Linked DNA regions of Danio rerio: region 1 is linked to region 2. Evidence: chromatin contacts called from public Hi-C data. All regions are on one chromosome and are shown on one strand. Each heading gives the region's core, a stretch centred on a gene start, on an enhancer-like site or on the middle of the called end of the contact. The rest is flanking DNA. Distances are from core to core; before and after follow the strand shown. Region 1 overlaps LOC141376051 (a long non-coding RNA gene). Region 2 holds the start of sp9 (sp9 transcription factor).

The links. Hi-C and Micro-C count contacts between places; a contact is called where the count stands out from the background.
Region 1: a contact with region 2 is called in a Hi-C map of embryo, with 4 times the contacts expected there. The contact joins the enhancer-like site here to the promoter of sp9 in region 2. A contact is called at or near these places in 6 of 18 Hi-C or Micro-C datasets (caudal fin, embryo, hematopoietic stem cells and 1 more) and 1 of 4 datasets of contacts at active chromatin or transcription factors (caudal fin).

What each region holds. Positions count from the first base shown.
Region 1 is chr9:2,881,366-2,886,653 of GRCz12tu, reverse strand. It overlaps LOC141376051 (a long non-coding RNA gene), which reads right to left. Exons shown (of 3, transcript XR_012385132.1): 1 at 5,262-5,288; 2 at 4,673-4,731; 3 at 865-1,932. Among named protein-coding and RNA genes, the nearest start is that of cdca7a, 23 kb to the left of the region's middle. Within about 2 kb of position 1,698, at least 5 of the 62 cell types and tissues checked have an H3K27ac peak or open chromatin away from gene starts, as enhancers often do.
Region 2 is chr9:2,603,834-2,609,379 of GRCz12tu, reverse strand. sp9 (sp9 transcription factor) reads left to right here and starts at 2,107. Exons shown (of 1, transcript NM_212960.2): 1 at 2,107-4,552. The coding sequence starts at 2,649. The coding sequence ends at 3,992. LOC103911600 (a long non-coding RNA gene) reads right to left here and starts at 1,902. Exons shown (of 3, transcript XR_662496.5): 1 at 1,749-1,902; 2 at 1,322-1,389.

The sequences.
Region 1 (5,288 bases), core at 449-2,948, 280 kb before region 2:
TGATGCAAATCTTCACATGTGAGAGAAATCTATTACAGTGTCATTAGCAGCTTGAGTCATTTAAGTGTTGATTCAGTTCAGTTAAAGGTGCCAGAAAATCTTTTATATTCCAAAATCAGACAAGTATGTATGTAATTATTTTAGGCAGAGTAGTCTAAACAAATCCAATGTTTTAGATATACAGCTGAAGTCAGAATTATTCGCCCCCCTGTTTATTTTTTCCCTAATTTCTGTTTAATGGAGAGCAGATTTCTTCAACACATTTCTAAACATAATAGTTTAAACAACTCCTTTCTCATAACTGATTTATTTTATCTTTGCCATGATGACAGTAAATAATATTTGACTGGATATTCTTCAAAACACTTCTGCACAGCTTAAAGTGACATTTAAAGGCTTAACTAATTAGGTTAACTAGGCAGGTGTAGGCAAGTTATTGTATAACGATGGTTTGTTCTGTAGATTATCAAAAAAAAAAAAAAAATTGCTTAAAGGGGCTAACAATTTAGTCTTTAAAATGTTGTTTAAAGAATAAAAGCTGCTTTTATTCTAGCCGAAATAAAACAAATAAGACTTTCTCCAGAAGAAAAAAATATTATCAGACATACTGTGAAAATTTCCTTGCTCTGTTAAACATCATTTGGGAAATAAAAAGTAATAAAAAAACTCTAAGGGGTTAAAATAATTCTGACTTCAACTGTATACAGCTTACAGTGACATTAAAAGGCTTAACTAGGTTAATTAGGGTAACTAGGCAGGTTAGGGTAATTATGCAAGTTATTGTATAACGATGGTTTGTTCTGTAAACTATCAAAAAAAAATATAGCTTAAAGGGGCTAATAATTTGGCCTTAAAATGATTTTTAAAAAATTAAAAACTGCTTTTATTCTAGCCGAAATAAAACAAATAGGACTTTCTCCAGAAGAAAAAAATATTATCAGAAATACTGTGAAAATTTCCTGAATCCGTTAAACATCATTTGGGAAATATTTAAAAAAAAGAAAAGAAAATTCGAAGGGGGGCGAATAATACTGAATTTAACTTATATAAATAACAAAATGCACACAAATAACCTCTAAAGTTGTAAAATTCAGTTCTTTACACTGCATAATACTAATTCAAATGTTAGTTTTCATCTATATACAGTAAGAAATTTACAATATACCTTAATTGAACATGATCTTTACTTAATGTTCGATTTTTTGCATGAAATGAAAATCAGTAAATGGGACTCAAACAATGTATTTTTGGTTATTGAAAAAAAAAATACACCCGACCCATAATAAAATGCTTAAATATTTGAACTTAGAGACTATAAAGTCCAGCACAAGTTTTTATCAATTAAATATATTTTATATTTCTCCCAGTAAAATAGTTTTGCTTGTGTTAAACTTGTCTAAACTATTTTATGCTCTGTGTGATGTTTGACTTCTGTATCTGACTAAACCAGACGTCAGTGCTCAGAGAAACACTATAGATTCAAACCTACAGCGATGGAGATGGAAACATAATCAATTTATGTCAAAAAGTAGTGAACATTTGAAATAAAGAATTGTCCTCAGACAAGAATAGGTGTTGATCAATAGTTTTAGGGCAACTTTGATGAAATGTTGTTGCTTTCTTTCACGCATAACAGATTGTTTGCATACTCTACACAGTGTAAAGCATTCTGCAGTATAAGAGCACTACAGCATTCTGCTCTGGCGTCCCATCAGCAGGTCACAGCTCTGTGGACTGGCCTGCATGCTGATGGTCTGCAGTGTGTGTGTGTGTGTGTGTGTGTGAGGGCTGGAGGCGTTTTATGACAAGTCCCCATCAGCACTAGTCCAGCTCTGCGTGCTGATGCTAACAGCAGTTCATGTCACAGACGTTATCAGAGAGAGAGACGCAAGACTGCAGTGGCTCCATCTCACAGGAAATTGCCAACTCACCCTAACAAAAGAAAGCACAAGTGCACTCACAGTGCAGTCCTCAGAGCAAGCCAGATAAGATGACATTATAAATAGTGAATTTCTAGAGAACGGACAGACTGGGGGAGTCCAACTTCTCAATTTCTCTCTACTGTGACATTAAGGCTGTTTGAAGACATTGAAAAGCAATTTGAAAAAGTGCCTGTCGTCTAGAATAATATCACAGTGTACTGTATGTATGTGTAGAAATGTATAAGATTTAAAAGTCTAGTTGGTGCATGTTCTCATGCGCAGCCACGATATAAATGCAGAAATTCTTATAAGGAGCATTCAGCTCAATCAAAGAGTGCTTCAATATTATAATATTTCCAACTAAAACTTATAGCTGCAAGGTGTGTGAAGTGATCAATCATTAAAAATTAGTATTAGACTAATACTCGAACTCTCAAACACAATTCTTGGAGGGCCGCAGCTCTGCACAGCTTTGGTCCAACCCTAATCAAACACAGCTGATCCAACTGGTGTTCAAGAGTACTAGAGAGTATTTAGCAGGTGTGAGTTGGAGACTATGCAGAGCTGTGGCCCTCCAGGAACTGAGTTTGAGACCACTGGACTATAGTAATAGTATAGTCTTTGGCTGTTTCTCAATATGCGTTCTTCATTGGTCTTGCGTCTTCGTGTAACGTCATCATCAGCTGCCAAAGTTCAGTTCCAACACTCAAGACTGCAAGAACGGAGGACGAGTAAAACTTCGCGGATGTGTTCTTGATATCGAGGACGCACCGATGCACAATTAAACACTGATCTCGCTCTGGAAGTCCCAGAAGTCATTGCGACCGGAGGTGGAAAGCGCAGCATTTTATTTAGATTCATTATTTATCTATCTCAGGAGTTTCCCTTAATGAAACGGTGAATATAAACATCACCATGAAAATCTTAATATAGGAATAAACGCATTAAGGGTGTTTATTTGCTGAATTTCGAATTGAAATCTGTTTTATTTATACTGTGCAACGTATATTTATAATGTTTTTATGCAGAGTATATATTTTGAAGTGGGGAAAAACAATAAAGTGTGTATGAAGGCTGTAATGTTTGAATAATTTTATATTAATAAACACGTCAAGGTCATGTGACCATCAGGAAGAACGCAGCATCTCATTTCTCACAGGACGCGTTCTCTGTTCTCGTGGTCTCCCGAGTTCGTTCTTCCGAGGACACCTGGCAAGACCGGTCTCCACAAGAACGCAAGTCCGTTCTCTGCGTTCTTGGAATTGAGAAACAGCCTTTTTGAAGCATCCCAACGTGCAACTTGATAACAAAACATCAACATCAAAATGACATCAAGCATCACATAACAAAAATATGATAAAATGCTAATCAGTTTGATGTCCAAACTTTCACGTTCATTCAACATCCACACCTTGATGCCCAGCAAGATTATCACACAATGGCCCAGTTTCACAAACAAGGCTTAGATTAAGCCAAGACTAAGGCTTAGTTAAATTAGGCTAATTAAGCCACATTTATAAAAATAACCTTAGAAAAATATATTACTGGTGTGCACCTGGACACAAAAAAGACACTGACATATTTTAAGACATCTCACTGCAAGTTATGTTGAGTTGAGACAGCTGAAACATGCAATTTAATCTCGACTAGCCTTAAACCTCGTTTGTGAAACCGGCGAAAGGAGTATTACAATATAAGAAAAGTTTATTCACCTGAATGTTTCAATTTCAGATGACAGATTTACACTGGATTTTGCGTCGAAACTATCAATGTTAAACATGATGCCAAAACGACATATTATTGATAGTCTTGTTATCGATTTTTGAGGTGTTTATTTGATGCTAATGTATGTCAACTTAATGTCGATATCAACCAACATCAATTAATTAGCATTTGTGGCGTGTTTTTGATATTTTTTTGACCTCAAGTTGGTCACTGGGACAAAATAAAGCGTATTATAATGTATAGTACAACACTTTAATGCTACAGCATCCTAATGTAGCCTAGTATTAGCTGATAAACTTATAATTACATTCCCTCATGAACGAAAACTGATTTATAGCTGCTATGCTATATTTTTATAGCATTTTTTAGCATAGTCTTTTTGGACCATCCACCTTGAGGTTAAAACACCAACATCAAATGGAAATCAAGCATGACGTCAAAAAACGTCAAACAATTGACGTTCATTCGACATCCACACATTGATGCCATTTTGACTAGCAAGATAATGACACAAAGATTATTGCAATATTAGAAAAGCTTTACTCACCTGAAAGATTCAATTACAGATGACAGATTTACACTGGATTTTGCGTCGATAAAATCGATGTAAACTTGTTGCCAAAACGACATCCTATTGACAGTCCTGTAATCGATTTTTGAGGTGTTTATTTGACGCCAATTCATGTCAACTTGATGTCGTTTTCAACTGACATCAAATTGATTAGCATTTTTAGCGTGTTTTTGATATCATTTTGAGATCAAGTTGGTCACTGTGGGATACTAAATTAAATGTACAGTACAACACTTTAATGCTACAGCATCCTAATGTAGCCTATTATTAGTTGATAAACTAATAATTACATTCTCTCATCAACAAATACTGATTCATAGCTACTATGCTATCTTTTTATTGCATTTTTATAGCATAGCCTTTTTGAACAAACGGGCACCTTGAGGTCAAAACATCAACATTAAAAGGAAATGAAGCATGATGTAAAAAAAAAAAAAAGTTAAACAATACAAACCGTTTTGATGTCAAAAACCTGACGTCTATTCAACATCCACACGTTGAATCCATTTTGACCTGCAAGATGACACAAAGCATGATACAATATAGGAACGACATCGTATTGACAGATTTTTGAGGTGTTTATTTAACACCAATGTATGTCAACTTGATGTAGTTATCAACTAACATCAATTAATTTGTATTTTTAGTATGTTTTTATAACATTTAGACATCAAGTTGGTCACTACTAAAGTAAAGAGTAATGTATTTACAACACTGAATGCTAGTCAGCATGTAGCCTAGTTTTAGCTGATAAACTAATAATTAGCCTGTTAGTTTTTACGCCAGTATGTGATTTATTGTAGTATACTATACCTTCTACTCAGTAGTACTGTTTATATTACTATGGTTATACGAAAAAACGCTGTGGTTTTTACTATAAACTAACGTTAGCCTAGTATTTTATATGGGTTTCGTGTAGTGTTCTATGAAGTATTTACTGTCGAAATGTTATTTTTCATTTTAATACTAGTTAGATACCACTAATCATACTACAAGTAGCTAATAGCCTAGTTAATATCCAGTCGAACTGTGGTAAATCTTACCCCTTGAGGGTTTCATTAGTCAAGAAT
Region 2 (5,546 bases), core at 858-3,357:
CGTCACTCAGGCTCAAGACAATGGATGCACGGCGTTTTGTTCTTACCAAATAAATCACTCGCATTGTTTAAGGTACATTGATCAATCTAATGACTTGTAATAGGCTCCTAATTACGCAAGGAAAAGGTGCTCGCAAGCCGGACTGTGTGTGTGTGTGTGTGTGTGTGTTTATAACACAAATCTATTTTTAGATATTTAGATTAAAACAAGTTAAACATCTTCATGATATCTCGCAGTTTAATGCGTTTAAGCTAATTCAAAATATTTGGGTTTGTCGAAACAAAAACAAATCTGCTAAATAAATAAATGTAGATTCATTTTTAAAATGTTTTTTAGTGTCCCTCATAATAAAATAACTACATTTAGCCTTTTTAACATATGAATGCCGACAATCTATCTTCCATTGACAGAAACCAGTCAATGAGGATATAATAGGTCATATATTAATTGCGAAGAAATGCACATTAGTCGTTTGGTTCCAAGTGTGAATAGACATGCATGCGCGCGCGCATATACATAGCCATCTAAACATGTAACCTAAACCTCTACTGTGCCTCAGGCCAATTTGTTTATGCTGAACAGACGTTTAATAGTGTTAATTGTTCCTCCGTCAATTTGCGGTGATTGCGGAAATCAAGCGATTTTCGAGACTCCGCCGCTCGGATTTGAATAAATTGTTTTATATTCCCCAGCTCTCTCCATAGGAGGGAATTTAAAGCAAAGCGCTCCGGAGTAAATTGCATCCAGTCTGACTGGCAGCGTTCAAGCGCTATAATGGAGCATTATTTGGTCATTTTGAATACTGTAATGCACAGCGTTTCGGCGGGGCCATTCTCAAGAAAATTGCTTTAACTTTTAAAAGGAGGCGATTCACTCCAAAGCAGACCATTGTTACATTATGTCATTACCCTTAAATGTTTTAACAAGCAGCGCAAAACACTGCTATAATGCATTGATCTTTATATACAAAAGAGCAGTGCTGAGGGGGAAAACGTATCCTAATTATTAATGATTTGATCTGTGATTCTTCAGAATGTGGTTTTATATTTTTATTCCGAATAGTTCATATTATTATTTATTTATTGTCTAATTTAACGCTCTAACTTATTTATGCAACATAATAAAATATTGTTGTTTAATTTTAAAAGATTTGTTGGAGTCATGTGTTCGCGTGTGGTTCTGAAGGTATTTAAAGGAGCGCGCGCGCGCATTAACACCCCAAACTCTAACCTGCGCCCCCACATCCCTCCCTCTTCTTCCTCTCTCTCTCTCTCTCTCGCACACACACATACACAACACTTTCAGCAAAAGTCTAACACACCTGTTGTGAGAGCAGTGTTGTCACTCCGTCCTCTTCATCCAAGACCTTCTCTTGCATTTCAGCGTGCTCTAATTTGAAAGTTCGACATATTATAAATATTAAACAAACTTAAGGTATAAAAGGACTCAAATATTCTTTAAGAAAAAACAGATGAGTGCACTGACACTGTAATACTCATGACTTTGCATTCACACAAAACGTGAACGCGTCACATTATAACGTTAACGACTCTAACCTAAATGTAGGGTTTTGATGCGTACATTAAATAATATTATTAATGACTAATAATAACTACACAATAACAATAACGCGATCACGTAAGCTGTGCGCAGTGCACATCATAAAAATCCATTTTAAGCGCATCCGTCAACACACACGACACAGATATTTGAGGATACCATGCATAAAATCAAGATGAGACGCTTACCATCGGAGGATGTCTATTAAATACCAATAAGAGCTGAGCACTATAGTCTGTGCAGAAACTGCGCCTTGATGGCCATGAGTGTGTGTATATATATATAAAACGGTGAAAAATAGCTGATGGCTTATTGCTTGACAGTGGGATCAGTTCCCCAGTCATTGATTGACATGCAGCTTTAGTATTTCTGTCATGGTCGCGTCGCTTATTGGTTGGAGGCGCCTCGTCTCGCGCGCAGATTGGCTGAGCACTGCAGCCAGCTGTACTTCAAAGCACGCGCTCACTATACAACACGAGTAGAGAGAGTAAAGCTTCAGCGCACTGTCCCGCAGTCACACTGGAACACTGAGTCATTGTTCTTCAGCTAGCTGTCTAGGAAAGGCCCTGGATATGGCTACGTCTATACTTGGGGTAAGTGCGCAAATTCTGATATATTTTAATTCGACGTTTTTTATTATTATTATTCTTTTATCGTTGTTGTTGTTAGCATGTCACTATTGCTTGCTCGCATTCAAACCTCCAAGTAACTTTTAGATGCATTCCTTAAAACAAATGTTTTCCATTCAAGAAAACGCTCTTGTTTTTTATGAAGAAAAGGGAGTTTTTTTAGAATTATAAAAAAACTTCGATAAAATATGAATAATCTGTGAAATAACGTTAATTTGTACTGCAGAAAGGTCACTTCTTGGTTAAAAATACAATAATAACAAAGCACTAAAATTAAGTATGTGTTAGCAATTATTAAATGGCTACCATAATGAATATGTACAATTATTTTCTAAAGCTTTTTAGACAACTCTTTAATAAAAATGAATCTGCGCATTGAGCGCTTTATTCGATGTTTGGGTTTTATTTGGGGGAGTCATTGACACTTGTAAAACTATTTGATTCTCACACAAGCCAGCTATGTTTTATAGTCTAGTAAAGAGCACAAACTTTTCATCCACACAGGAAGAGCCGCGGTTTGGAACTACCCCTTTAGCGATGCTGGCTGCGACCTGCAACAAAATTGGCAACACCAGTCCCCTCACGACTCTCCCCGACTCCAGTGCGTTCTCCAAAGGCGGATTTCACCCCTGGAAAAGATCCTCGTCGAGCTGCAATTTGGGCTCCAGCCTGCCTGGATTCACAGTCGCCACAAGCCGAAGCACCTCCGGACTAACGACCACCACCGGCGCGGGCAACAGCGCGTTCTGCCTGGCCTCGACCTCTCCGACCTCCTCGGCTTTCTCCGCCGAATACAGCAGCTTGTTCTCCAACACAACCAGCGTTTCGTCGCAGGACTCGGGACAGTCTGCGTTCATTTCCAAAGTTCACTCTTCTGCAGACACTTTATACCCGCGCGTCGGCATGGCGCACCCGTACGAATCCTGGTACAAGTCCGGCTTTCACTCCACTATTTCGGGCGATGTGGCCAACGGGGCGTCCACGTGGTGGGACGTGCACACAAACCCGGGCTCGTGGCTCGAAGTGCAAAATCCAGCTGGCACTTTGCAAAGTTCGTTGCACTCCGGGACCCCCCAAGCCATCCACTCCCAGCTAAGCGGCTACAACCCGGACTTCTCCAGCCTCACGCACTCCGCGTTTAGCTCCACTGGCATCAGCCCCACCGCGTCTCACCTCCTGTCCACTAGTCAACACCTGTTGACACAGGAGGGGTTCAAAACTGTGATTCCCACATACACGGACGCGTCAGCCACGAATGCCATGATATCGGGCGCCAGCTCTGGCATCGGGACTTCATCCAGATCCTCCAGGAGATACTCCGGGCGGGCCACATGCGACTGCCCGAACTGCCAAGAGGCGGAGCGGCTTGGGCCTGCAGGCGCCAGCCTGCGGAGAAAAGGACTTCATAGCTGTCACATCCCGGGCTGCGGGAAAGTCTACGGGAAAACATCTCACCTCAAAGCGCACCTGAGGTGGCACACCGGTGAGAGGCCCTTTGTGTGCAACTGGCTTTTTTGCGGTAAAAGATTCACCAGATCCGACGAGCTCCAGAGGCACCTGCGCACCCACACCGGGGAGAAGAGGTTTGCGTGCCCGGTGTGCAACAAGCGCTTCATGAGGAGCGACCACTTGAGCAAACACATCAAAACACACACCGCTGGAGGCGGAGGCAAAAAGGGAAGCGACAGCGACACCGACACCAGCAACCTGGAGACCCCCAGGTCCGAGTCGCCCGAACTGATTTTGGAGGGTGTAAACCCACGGGTCACGGTCAAAGATCAGTCTCCGCACCACGAGTCCTGAGCGCGATTTTACGACAATGACCTCAAAGCGTTTGTTTCTCTCTCCCCCCTCTCTCCAAGGTGAATCAAGAAAAGGAAACGGGTCTGGAGTATGTGACATTTCTTGAGACTTTTGCATTGGAAAGAGTGAATTCAGTGCAACACTGGCTATAATTCTGCTCCGCACAGACAAACACCTCACTTTTCAGGACGATTCAAAGTCTCGGAAAGGCTCGGTATTTTAATAAGAGTGGACATTCGGTGTGGAATCAGTGCGCGGTAGAGGAACTAAATAGCCTAGCTTTGGCTGAGCTAACTGTGTACATATATCCACAAAAATATCATGTTATTTTTTTCCCTCCTGTAAATGTTACTTATGACTGTTTTGTGGTGGATCCTGAAATTCAGGGAATTTTCTTTCCTTTCGACGCACTTTGTGGATGTCAGTATGTATGTTACACAGCTATTTAAAATTCATTTAACCTTTCCTTTACCTGGCTAAAAAAATATATAAATGTTTAATTGTATAAAGTCACGCTTATAAGGCTTTCATTTTGTAATTAAAGGGATTTAAAATCTAAAGCTTGGGTTGTCTGATGCGAATGTTTTCATCAAAATCCACCCGAGTCTAAATCGCATTTGTTTAAAAGGCAAACGCAGACACCGCGCGAAATTAATGCGAATATTTATTTACATTTGAGAAAAATTAAAGAACGCATCATATAAAATAATAACAATGATAATAAAGACTCGTTTTCCCCAGTGGCGTAAATCAATATAGTTAATGCCCCGGAAAGCATTTTTGTCCAAATGAAAATCTTGTTAAATAGTATTAATTATGACTTGGAGCACATCGCAGCCCCATGTGTCTTGTATTGGCGATTAGGGATTCGTGTCTTATCAAATATCTAATTACTCTCCGAGACATCATTTGTTCAGCAGCTCTTTATCGCGCATTTTCCAAGGGGATTCGGTGACAAAGGGCCTCTGAATATTTATTTGAATTGCTCAAATTAACTGCTTAAATTTGCATGTCAAACGGAAAATGTCCATCCGAGAGAGGGCTGAAGGCATAAAGCGTCGTTTAGCTTTTATAAAACGCTACACTTGATTTGGTGTTATGGGAACAGTTTTTCCCCCCTTCTTTCTTTCATTCTTGCCTTTTCTGGATGGCACTTTTGAAATGGGGAAACGGGGAGAGGCCTTATGCAAATGTTGAATTTAAAATGCTCTCGCAGTCAAATGGTCCCTGGCTGTTATTTGAATATCAGTGGCCCTGTACTGAAAAGGTTCAAGGATGCTCTCTGACTTCTTTGTGTTTATCCAGTGCAGCGTCCGATCCCACTGAAAACCCGGCGGAATAATTACAGCTCGAGCCCTGCCTGGGAACTCGTTAGGGCTCCAAACGCTTTCTGTGCTACAAGGTAAATTGACCAGAAGGCAATAGACTAAAATTATTTTCATTTCCTTTTGTGCGGTGGTGGCCGGTGCCGAAAAGGCAGCATTGAAGAAGAGGGGGAGAAAATACACAAATAGAAAATGGCCCCATTATCATTTAATGACCTCGTGGAGAAAA